2 separate regions of the Cricetulus griseus genome follow, and region 1 is linked to region 2. A link is a contact called in public Hi-C data. All regions are on one chromosome and are shown on one strand. The core of a region is the stretch at or near the end of the contact, and the rest is flanking DNA. Distances in the headings are between cores, read along the strand shown. Region 1 has its middle 100 kb from the start of Tgfb2. Region 2 holds the start of Tgfb2 (transforming growth factor beta-2 proprotein).

Evidence for each region. A called contact is a pair of places that touch in the nucleus more often than the background predicts.
Region 1: a Hi-C map of fibroblasts shows a contact between it and region 2, with 4 times the contacts expected there. The contact joins the enhancer-like site here to the promoter of Tgfb2 in region 2. A contact is called at or near these places in 4 of 8 Hi-C or Micro-C datasets (the CHO-K1 cell line, fibroblasts and liver).

What each region holds. Positions count from the first base shown.
Region 1 is chr5:8,221,308-8,226,348 of CriGri-PICRH-1.0, forward strand. No RefSeq gene overlaps it. Among named protein-coding and RNA genes, the nearest start is that of Tgfb2, 100 kb to the left of the region's middle. Within about 2 kb of position 1,409, at least 1 of the 6 cell types and tissues checked has open chromatin away from gene starts, as enhancers often do. A contact at or near this core is called in fibroblasts, where this site is marked.
Region 2 is chr5:8,115,894-8,120,473 of CriGri-PICRH-1.0, forward strand. Tgfb2 (transforming growth factor beta-2 proprotein) reads left to right here and starts at 3,176. Exons shown (of 7, transcript XM_027418739.2): 1 at 3,176-4,580.

The sequences.
Region 1 (5,041 bases), core at 159-2,658, 100 kb after region 2:
ATCAAGAATTGTGAAAACACTGCTGTTTTGAAATGTACCACCTAGCAATATATTCTTGGCACTCTGGTTAGCTTTCCAGCTCATAGGCAAAAATCTACAACACTAAAGAAGGAACTCTGGTTCCACGCCTGTAATTACATTCACTCCTGTAGGACCCTCGGTTGTCTTCAAAGATATTTACATGTCTCCTGCGATAATTAGTTCTACGTAGCCATCTGCTCCCTTTATTTGGAAGAATTTCAAAGAATCCACTTTTGTAAACCCTCAACTGTAAAGATGGGAGCACTTTAATCACTTCCAAGACATCAGCCCAAGAGCAAAACTAGACATAATTATGTGTTGTGTTACATCTGGCCCCAGGCCCGCCTCTTCTCTGAGATTTCTCCACACACAACTCCTCACTGTTATCTGCTCGTCACTTTCATTCTGCGTTCAGTATTCCCATCCTTGGCTGTCTGGCCTCTCTCCTGAGCACAGACATTCATCTCTAAGGCTGAGCTGAAAAAAATTCACTCAGGTGATTATCATCTTTATCCTGCTGTTCTCTAAGGAACAATTTTTGTTTTCCTAGCTTAGCTTGGTGGTGAGGTGCTGCTAACATCTCACAGTGTTCAGGGAAAATGTCTTCTCAAGATCAGATTGACAGTCCTGTCCATCATGCCGGGGGGGGGGGGGGGACCAAGGTGGAACATTGGAACATACGTGGGTTTTCTACATGTCACAGCTTCTATTGAACTTTTTGTGACTTATTCTGTTTACCTTCTCCTTTAACTCCTCCATTAAACCACACACTGTAGGGTATTGGTCTTTTGAGTGTGTGTGTGTGTGTGTGTGTGTGTGTGTGTGTGTGTGTGTGTGTCTCATTCCCTCAACTGGATGTGAGCCTTCAGTATTCGTCCTTCATTTTTATGTCTTTAATTGTATCCAACCTTGTGCTATGTACTTAACACACACTCACCCAATGCATTCCACTCAGTAATGAATCGTTCACCAAAGTTTGATGATGACATACTAGGGTAATGGCCAAGCTTTCCTGAGAGCGTTAGAGAAAAGGTAAAAAGATTTCTCTAAGAGGCAGAGATCTAACAGGCATACCGGGAGTGAACGGCACGTCTTTCATTTGATGTTTATTGACCACAATCCAGATCTCTTTAAAGCAAATTTTGTAGCACAGAGAACAAGGAATGTCAGAACTATGACTGAGGTTCACTCTTGAAGTGCTGAAATGTCCTGTTCTAGAAAATAAAGGTGTCTCTGGAGCACGGTTCCCTGCGAGAGTTTGGGAGTTTCACCGTATCCTGTCGTGACTCGGATGACAGGATTGTGAAGACATTTCCCATCTACGTGTTTGAGTTCCATGCCAGTGGACAACGTTCACACACGAATGACTCAGCTGCTCAGCTGGGCAGACAGAAACAGTTCCAACAGTGCTTGGAGAGCAGTGACTTGGACAAGAGCAGTGAGATTCAGGGCATTGGACAATGTTTTGGGTTACACCCTCAAATTCCCATGAACTTACTCTGTGTCACCTCAAGATTCAGACCACATGTGGGGTTACTGATAAGATCCACCTGCCCAACTTAAAATTCTGAGTGCCAAACTTTGGTGTGTGACTGGTATAAAAGGACTATTCTCTGAGCCAAACAGCCACCATCTTTCAGAGTTCAGCTGTGTCCACTTGCAAAAGGTTGTCCCAGCTGGGCTTGCGGACTGTTTGCATGGACTGGCATGTCAACCTCATGCTGGCAGGGAGCACCACAGCCCTCAGTTCAGTATCCAGCCTCTCTCCATGTTTCTTGTCGTACTCACCTGGACACTAATTGCACATGGCCTCCAGGAAAGGCTGGGGCATGCAGGCTAGCGAGGGGTAGAGTGTACAGCTTTGAGAAACAGCCATCGTCTTGAAAAGACTTGAAGTGTGGCCTTTTTGGGGGAAAGGACCCACAACCCCACCCCTTATCCTTGCTCTGTAAGGAAGCCCAATAAATTCCCTGATTCCCTAGAGTGAACTTTGCAGGAATCGATTTGTTGTTGAGACCTTAGGATGAGGGGTTGGCACCTTTTCTGCATCTCCTCCAGGGAAGAGATTTTAGCGACACTTGGTGTAGTTTGCAGGATACGATGAAGGTGAAGGTGAGTATGGGACGAGCAATGGACGGTGTAGACCCTGACGGGAGGAATCAGATGAGCAAATGAAATAAAATCGCCCGAGGGCAGCTTTTGCAGAGGGCACTGTGGATGTGCTGGTCTGTCTCTGTAAGGAGTCGCATATCAAGAGACGAGATGTCACAGGCACTTTTACAGGCAGCCTGGTTGTTGCCATAGGAGACAGAAGATCTTAGGGGAGACCAGACATAAACGGAGAATTGCAGCGGCTGGCTTGCTCAGTATTGGCCTCCAACTTAGCAGGGAAAATGAAAAAAAAAAAAAAAAGATAAGGAGAAATGGGGGCGTTGACCTGCTCTTTTTTATTACTAGGGACCCAATGGAGGAAGAAGGCCCGGATTATGCCAGTAACACTGAGCTCCTCCTGGGACTCACAAACCTAGATCCAATGGGAGGAGTCAAGTAGAGACTAGGAGGGGACCCACCTAGAAGTGACCACAGATAATCCTAGGTAATCCTCGGGTCCCACCTTTAATGCAGAGAAAGGGAAGGTCTATGACCCAGCATACTGATAGAGCTCTAGCAACTGGCTGTTGCTGGAGCCTGGGCCAGTAGGAGAATAGCCAGCCCCAGGGCTGCTGGAGCTAAGGGAGACTTTCAGTAAGCAGAGGGAGCCCTGGTTTGTGAAGCTGTGGGCCATGGGAGAGGATGGAATCGGCCTAATGAGCCAGCGCTGAAGAAGCTGAGAAAGGGTAACACCTCCATCCTCCCCTCCTTGGGACAAAGGCTTTGCAATCCCTGGTGGATTAGGGACCTGTGCTTATCTCCAACTGAGGTCTCCATGGATATTAGGAACTAGACAACAACAAAGGAAGGGTAGGCCTTGCTAAGAGAAGTGGGGATGCAGGAAATGGTGTTTGGTGGCCAATCAGCAATTCCCGGGACTGTGTTTACAGGGGTCCTGAGAAAGAAATGGATTGGAGCAAGGACTGGAAGACTGGTTTGGAGCCTTGGTGGCAGTGTGGAGCCTGTGACTTGTTGGGACTTATGTGAAGATTGCAGAGGCTTAGGCCAAAATTTTGACCAGTATCAAAACATCTTGTTGTTGTTGTTGTTGCTGTTGTTGTTGCTGTTGCTGTTGCTGTTGTTGTTGTTGTTGTTGTTGCTGTTGTTGTTGTTGCTGTTGCTGTTGTTGTTGTTGTTGTTGTTGTTGCTGTTGTTGTTGTTGTTGCTGTTGTTGTTGCTGTTGTTGTTGCTGTTGTTGTTGCTGTTGTTGTTGTTGCTGTTGTTGTTGTTGTTGCTGTTGTTGTTGTTGTTGCTGTTGTTGCTGTTGTTGTTGCTGTTGTTGCTGTTGTTGTTGTTGCTGTTGTTGCTGTTGTTGTTGTTGTTGTTGCTGTTGTTGTTGCTGTTGTTGTTGCTGTTGTTGTTGCTGTTGTTTGTTGCTGTTGTTGTTGCTGTTGTTGTTGCTGTTGTTGTTGTTGTTGCTGTTGTTGTTGCTGTTGTTGTTGTTGCTGTTGTTGCTGTTGCTGTTGTTGTTGTTGTTGCTGTTGTTGTTGCTGTTGTTGTTGTTGTTGCTGTTGTTGTTGTTGTTGTTGTTTTAGAACCATAGGTGGATGCTTACAATTTCCCTGGGAATGAAGTTTAGCAACTGTGACTGATTTGCATAATACTAAAATGGGAACTGCTTGGAAAGAGCTAATATGTTGACTCATCTTCATAGTCCTATTTCTCCCCAAGCCTTTCTCTCTAGCTTTCTGTGGGTATGTGTGTGTGCATTTGTTCACAGACAGAGGCCAGAAGAGGGTGCCAGATTTCCTGGAACAGGAGTTACAGGAGGACTCTTGTGTGGGAACTTCACTCAGGTCCTCTGTAAGAGCAGTACTTGCTCTTAACTGCTAAGTCCAGCTCCCACGTTGCTTAACATTCTAAAATTCAAGCCCTGCCCAAGATTCTGGATTTATCAGATTTTTTTTCCCTCCCAAGTACTTTGAAAGCTCCATTTGCACTTCAGAAATAGTGTGATTGGAAAACAACAACAATGGTAACGACAACAAAACACAAAAAGGAACTTCTTTTTAATAGAAGGGAAAATGAGAATGTAAATTGCTTTTAGAGTTTTGTTTTCTTCTTTAATAACCCTGGCAGCACTGTAGACATTTCATCATTACAGCAAAGTGTCACAACTAGCCGGGACCATTTATTAATGTCTGCTCAGGGACAGGCCAAAATTAGCCAAAGAGGCCTTTTTAAAGAGGCTCCATATTTTATTGTTTTTTTTTTTTTTCTTCAGAGAACAGCCAGGACTAATTAGAAGATGTTTGCGGCTCGTAGTAGTTAGATCTGAGCATTTGTTAGCAAGCTCTCCTATGTAAAACAGAGACTAATCATGTCTTAATTTCCCACCCCACTTGTCTGTCCAGGCCCAGGCCCCATTGCCATCTCTGTGTATAATTGCAAGAATTTGTTTTGTTTAATGTCATTCCCGAATAGAGGAAGTGGGGATAGAAATATCTCGAGTGCTCCACCTAATTCCAGTCCGAGTCATGAACACTGGAGAAAGCATGGCTTCTTACTAAAAAGAAAACTGTCTAGAACAATAATATGCAGTTTATAAATTCCATCCAACCACTGGACAAATAAGCTACCGAATCACACAAGTCATGTCACAATGAGGCCACACAAGACCAGCTGCTTCACAAAGGAGCCTGGGAGCCAGAGAGGAGATCTTTGAAGATAAATATTGCCATATGTGAAAAGAAAATAAAAATCCCAACAAACCTTAATTGCACAGAGCTTCCCCCTTCGAACTCGATTCTCTGTGGGAAAGGAGGGTTTTGCGTATTGACCCATAACTACTGTAAGTGTCCTTTACAGTGTGGATGATGGAATTAGGAATCTGATTATGGACCATGGCAGCGTAGTTACTTGTGAAATG
Region 2 (4,580 bases), core at 1,926-4,425:
ACTATAGATGCCAAATGAAATAGTAATAGGTTATTATTGTTCTCTCTCTCTCTCCTCTGTCTCTCTCTCTCTCTCTCTGTGTGTGTGTGTGTGTGTGTGTTTGTTTGTGGTACGTGTTTCTGTGTGGTGTGGTGTGTGTGTGTGTGTGTGTGTGTGTGTGTGTGTGTGCGCGCGTGTGTGTTTGTGTGTGTATGTGTGTGAATATGTGTGTTTGTGGTACGTGTTTCTGTGGGGTGTGTGTGTGTATGTGTGTGTGTGTTTGTGTGTGTGTGTCTGTGTGTCTGTGTGTAGTCCAGAGGCTGTTGTCAGATGTCTTTAACTGTCACCCCCCACACCCCCAACTTATTTTTTTCAGCTAGGATCTCTCATTTGAACATGAAGCTGGGGGGGTGCAGTCAGCTGGCCATCTGTCTTGTCTCCCAGCACTGGGGCTGCATCTAGCTCTTAAGTTGAACTTGTTTATTAAAATGTACACTGATCCTGAGGGGGGCGACTAATATGGACCAAGCCTTGTTTTTAAATTGTGGAATCAAAGATTAACTCACAGATCAGTGAAATGGCTCCAAGGGTAAAGGCATGGTGACCTGAGTTCCATTCCCAGAACCTACCCATATGGTAGAAGGAAGACAACAAGAGTGGGAGAGCTCTCCTTTGGCCTCCACGGGTGTGCCGTGGCATGCCTACACACACAAATAAATGACTGTGAAGATAGAAGTTACAAGTAAGAATGGAAAACAATCATTCTTGTACTCGTTGTCATAATTTGATGATTGAAAAAATGTTTTTCAGCTTCATATATTTCCCCACTTCCTGTTGTTGTTTTCTAATGCTAGAAGGCATTGAGAAAACTTTCAGAATTGTTATAAATAAGTTAATTTTTCTTGGTGAGAGGAAGGAGATCCAGGTCAGGCTGTTTCTGTGACACTGAGGACGGACTCCATGAGCAGTTTAGGCATTCCACATCACCCAAGTGAATAACAGACCCATCAATGAATAGTGAAGGCTGCTGTTGGAACAGCTGCTTCCTCACCCCTCAACCTCTGGCCTAGAAACCAAACCTCTCACTTAGGGTGTTAAGAGACCTTTCTGTTGAATGACTGACTGAACTTTGATAGCAAGTTCCTATTGCATTTCCTCAAAAGTGTGTGTTTAGCTGTTCTTTCTACAATTATGGAGGGCCAAATTTCTGTAAGCTTTAAAACAAGACACGTGTGACCTTGAAGCAGATCCATATGGATCCTTCCCTGAACCCTTTTTTGTTTCTACTTGATGAAGAAGACATAGACATGCTTGACAGTGACCCCTGACTGCAATGGAGAAAGGCTGAGAGAGCGGCGGCTGAAGTTCAGGGAGCAGACTCGAGGCCCCACTTGATGTAAACGCTTTCTATGCCTGGTATAATGATTCCTCACTATAATCTTTTGCGTATATTCCCATTCCCACGGGCCATGACGTGAACAGAGCCTCTGAATAATTTTGTTAGGTTCATGAGCCACAGGGACAGGAATTTGAACTCCTGGATGGTCCTCCTGGGCACTGGGGTACTCGAGGGTGCTCTTTCACCAGACAGCCCAGGGAGCCCCGAGGCCACGCCAGTAGTAATAGATGCGGTGGCTTTGTTTCCTGACTATGGGCCACAAAGGCCTGAGAGCTGCTGAAGATGGACGGATGGGATGCACCAGCACAGCTTTTGAGAGCTGCTCTCCCGGGCTCCCTCTTCTGCTGACATGGGGACTGTGCTTGCCCATCCCAGAATGTGTTTGTCACCTCCTGGGCTTTGGGGAAACTAAAGGAGCCTCTTAGGAAGAGGTCCCTTCTCAGGCCTAAGGGATATAGAGCTGCACGTGCTCAAATAACTGCCTTGGGCAAGAGTGTGGGTATTGATAATATAGGGGTGCGTGTCTGCATGACTGGAGTACATGTTAACACGGGGCTATTGCTGCTCTGCACATATCCTTATCTGCACCCACCTATCCTAAGAGTCACCCATGCCCGTTCCCCAGGTCAGTCTCAGCACCCGGTGAGATGCTCACTGGCTTCAGGGGAAGCCCTCCCTAGGTGTTCAGTAGATTACCGTGGCAGAACCCCCCCTGTATTCCAAAGTGGCACTGGCCCTCCCAGCAGCTCTAGCTATGGCTCTGTGTCTTCTCTTCGCTGATGAAACAAACTATCAGCCAACAGTAGCTCTGGGTGGGTTCCTCTCCAGCTTACAGGATCATAGACAGCTGTCTAACCCTGCCAGGAGAGCTGTCTCCATGTGAAGCTGATGGTGAAGTCTGCCGATGACAGAGGTTTCTATATAGTTTTCAGAGTCATTTAGGCATGTGTTGGAACAATTCGTTCATTCCAGGGTTGTACAGGTCCAGAGGAGTAGAGGGATTTTGTGTTCAAGGTGGGTGGGGACGGGATCAAAGACTTAGGAAGTTTTCTGCAGAATTCTTAGAACACAGACTGTGGCGGTGGGAATCTTGGTTCTGTAAGAGGGCAGTAGACTGTTGTCAATCACCCACACTGACTTGACCTCGGAATCCCTGGTGGTCAGATGTTCTGGGACTGGGGTCTCTCAGAATTGCATTAGTGAGAGAGAACTCAGGCAGCGGGCAGTCCCTGCCAAGTCCAGACCCATCACTTCCTGTTCTCTGCAACCACGGGCTTCACTTCCTATGGCCTCTGTCTCCTTGGCTGTGAAATGGAAACAATGCTCTTCATTGCTGTGTGTAATGTATGCCAGCTACCATCACTATTTGCCCATCTCGCTCTACCAATAGTACAGGTCCCTCCCACACGTCTACCGCATGCATCCCTACAGGCTTGGTTCGTTTTCAACTAGGAAGTGACTGAACCAGTAAATGATACAGAGATGTCGACTTTGAGGGGAACACAGAGTTTCCAGTTTAAATTATGTGTCTAGTCAGTGTGGGCACAGAGTCACTGCTAAAATTGAAATGTTGACTTTGACTAAAGGTGAAGAGGCGAAGTGGCAAGAATGACTCTGGTGTCCATCGGGGTCGGTGTGTAGAAGATGTCAGCCTGTGAGTACTGTGGAACAGTAGACATCCAACATCTAAAATCCAGGTTTCCTGTGTGTTTGCTGCGGATAGAATGAAGGGGGGGGGGAGATAATACCTGTCTAGGAAGAAAGGACCGAGCCATGCGAGAAGCGGGTTCACAGGAGGAAGGCAGTGATTCCTTTATTCAGAGCAGTAAAACAGAGCATCTTTGGGGGGGAGAGGTGCATCTGTTTCCGCTAGCTAGTTTGCTAGTTCACAAACAGAAGGCTAGGTTGTAAACAGACCAATAAAAATCAGGGAGCCTGCGAATGAATGAGCCCCACCGTGTAAAAAGGAGATGCTTAGCTGCCTGTCCCTCGGAGATCACAGACTGTGACTGCTGCGGATCTCTCTTGCCAGTCGCCCTCCTCCTCGGGCCGTCCCCCTTTCCACACCCCCTCAACGGTCGAGAGCTCGTGGTCTTAGTAACAGAGGACTTCTGACTGTAATCCTAGCGCGTCACTTTGTTGAAGGCAAACACGTGGTTTGGGGAGCACTTATAAATCTCTGCTCCGGGCAGGATCGTGATGTTATCTGCTGGCAGCAGAAGGTTTGCTCGGAGCGGAGCTGCTGGAGCTGCCGGCCAGAGAGCCAGGGCGTGAGAGTGAGAGAACAAGCAGAGAGCTGAGCCCCGGGGCAGGGGACAGGGATGAGGAGCAGAAGCGTTAGGGTTTAAGGAGCCGTTCTGGAGCTACCCGGCTGCAGAGAGGAGTCGGTCTCAGCAGAGGTCTATTTTAGGGTCGCAAGGTACTTCTTACCCTAACCGAGAAAGTGCAAACTTGCTGGAAGCCAGGAGAGGCTGGGGAAGGGTGCGAGTCTCCGTGGCGCCCCGCGGCCGACGCGCCCAGGAGGCGGTGTTGTTCCACAGGGGGTGAAGAAGGTGGCCGGTTTCTGTCGCCCCGTGGCCGCCTGGAGCCAGAGGAGCAGGATCTGCAGGACGGAGCTGGAGGCTAGCCCCCTTTGCAGGCATCAGCGGCGGCTGCAACGTGGAGCGACCCGGCCGGGTGTAGGCCACAGCGCGGCCACAGGAGCAGGATCGTCGCTGCCTGCTCCGACCTCGGAGGAACTCCGGGGCGGACAGTACCCTCACCGAGTCCCCGAGTGAGCTGCGCCGGGGCGCATCTGCCTCCCCGCGGCTCGCCAGGCTCGCCCTCGGCGCGCGCACACGCACGCGCGCACACATCCACACGCACACTCATCCACACACGTGTGGAAGGCAGGGCCGAGCCGCTCGGTCTTTGAACATCTCAGTTAGAGCCCGGCGCAGCCCCGGCCGCGGCTCCGCTCTCCCCGCGGCCCTGAGCACCTCCTCCCAGCCCCAGGACCTTCTCGTCTCTTCCCTTTTGGCCGAAGGATCCGAGTTCAGATCCGCCACTCCGCACCCGAGCCTGACACACTGAACTCCATTTCTTTCTTTTAAGTTTATTTCTACTTCAGAGCCACTCACCCCCTCCCTTCCAGGGGAAAAAACAAACCTTTCTTACTCCCTAAAGTGAGAGCCCCCACCCCCACCCTTGAGCATCGCATAGT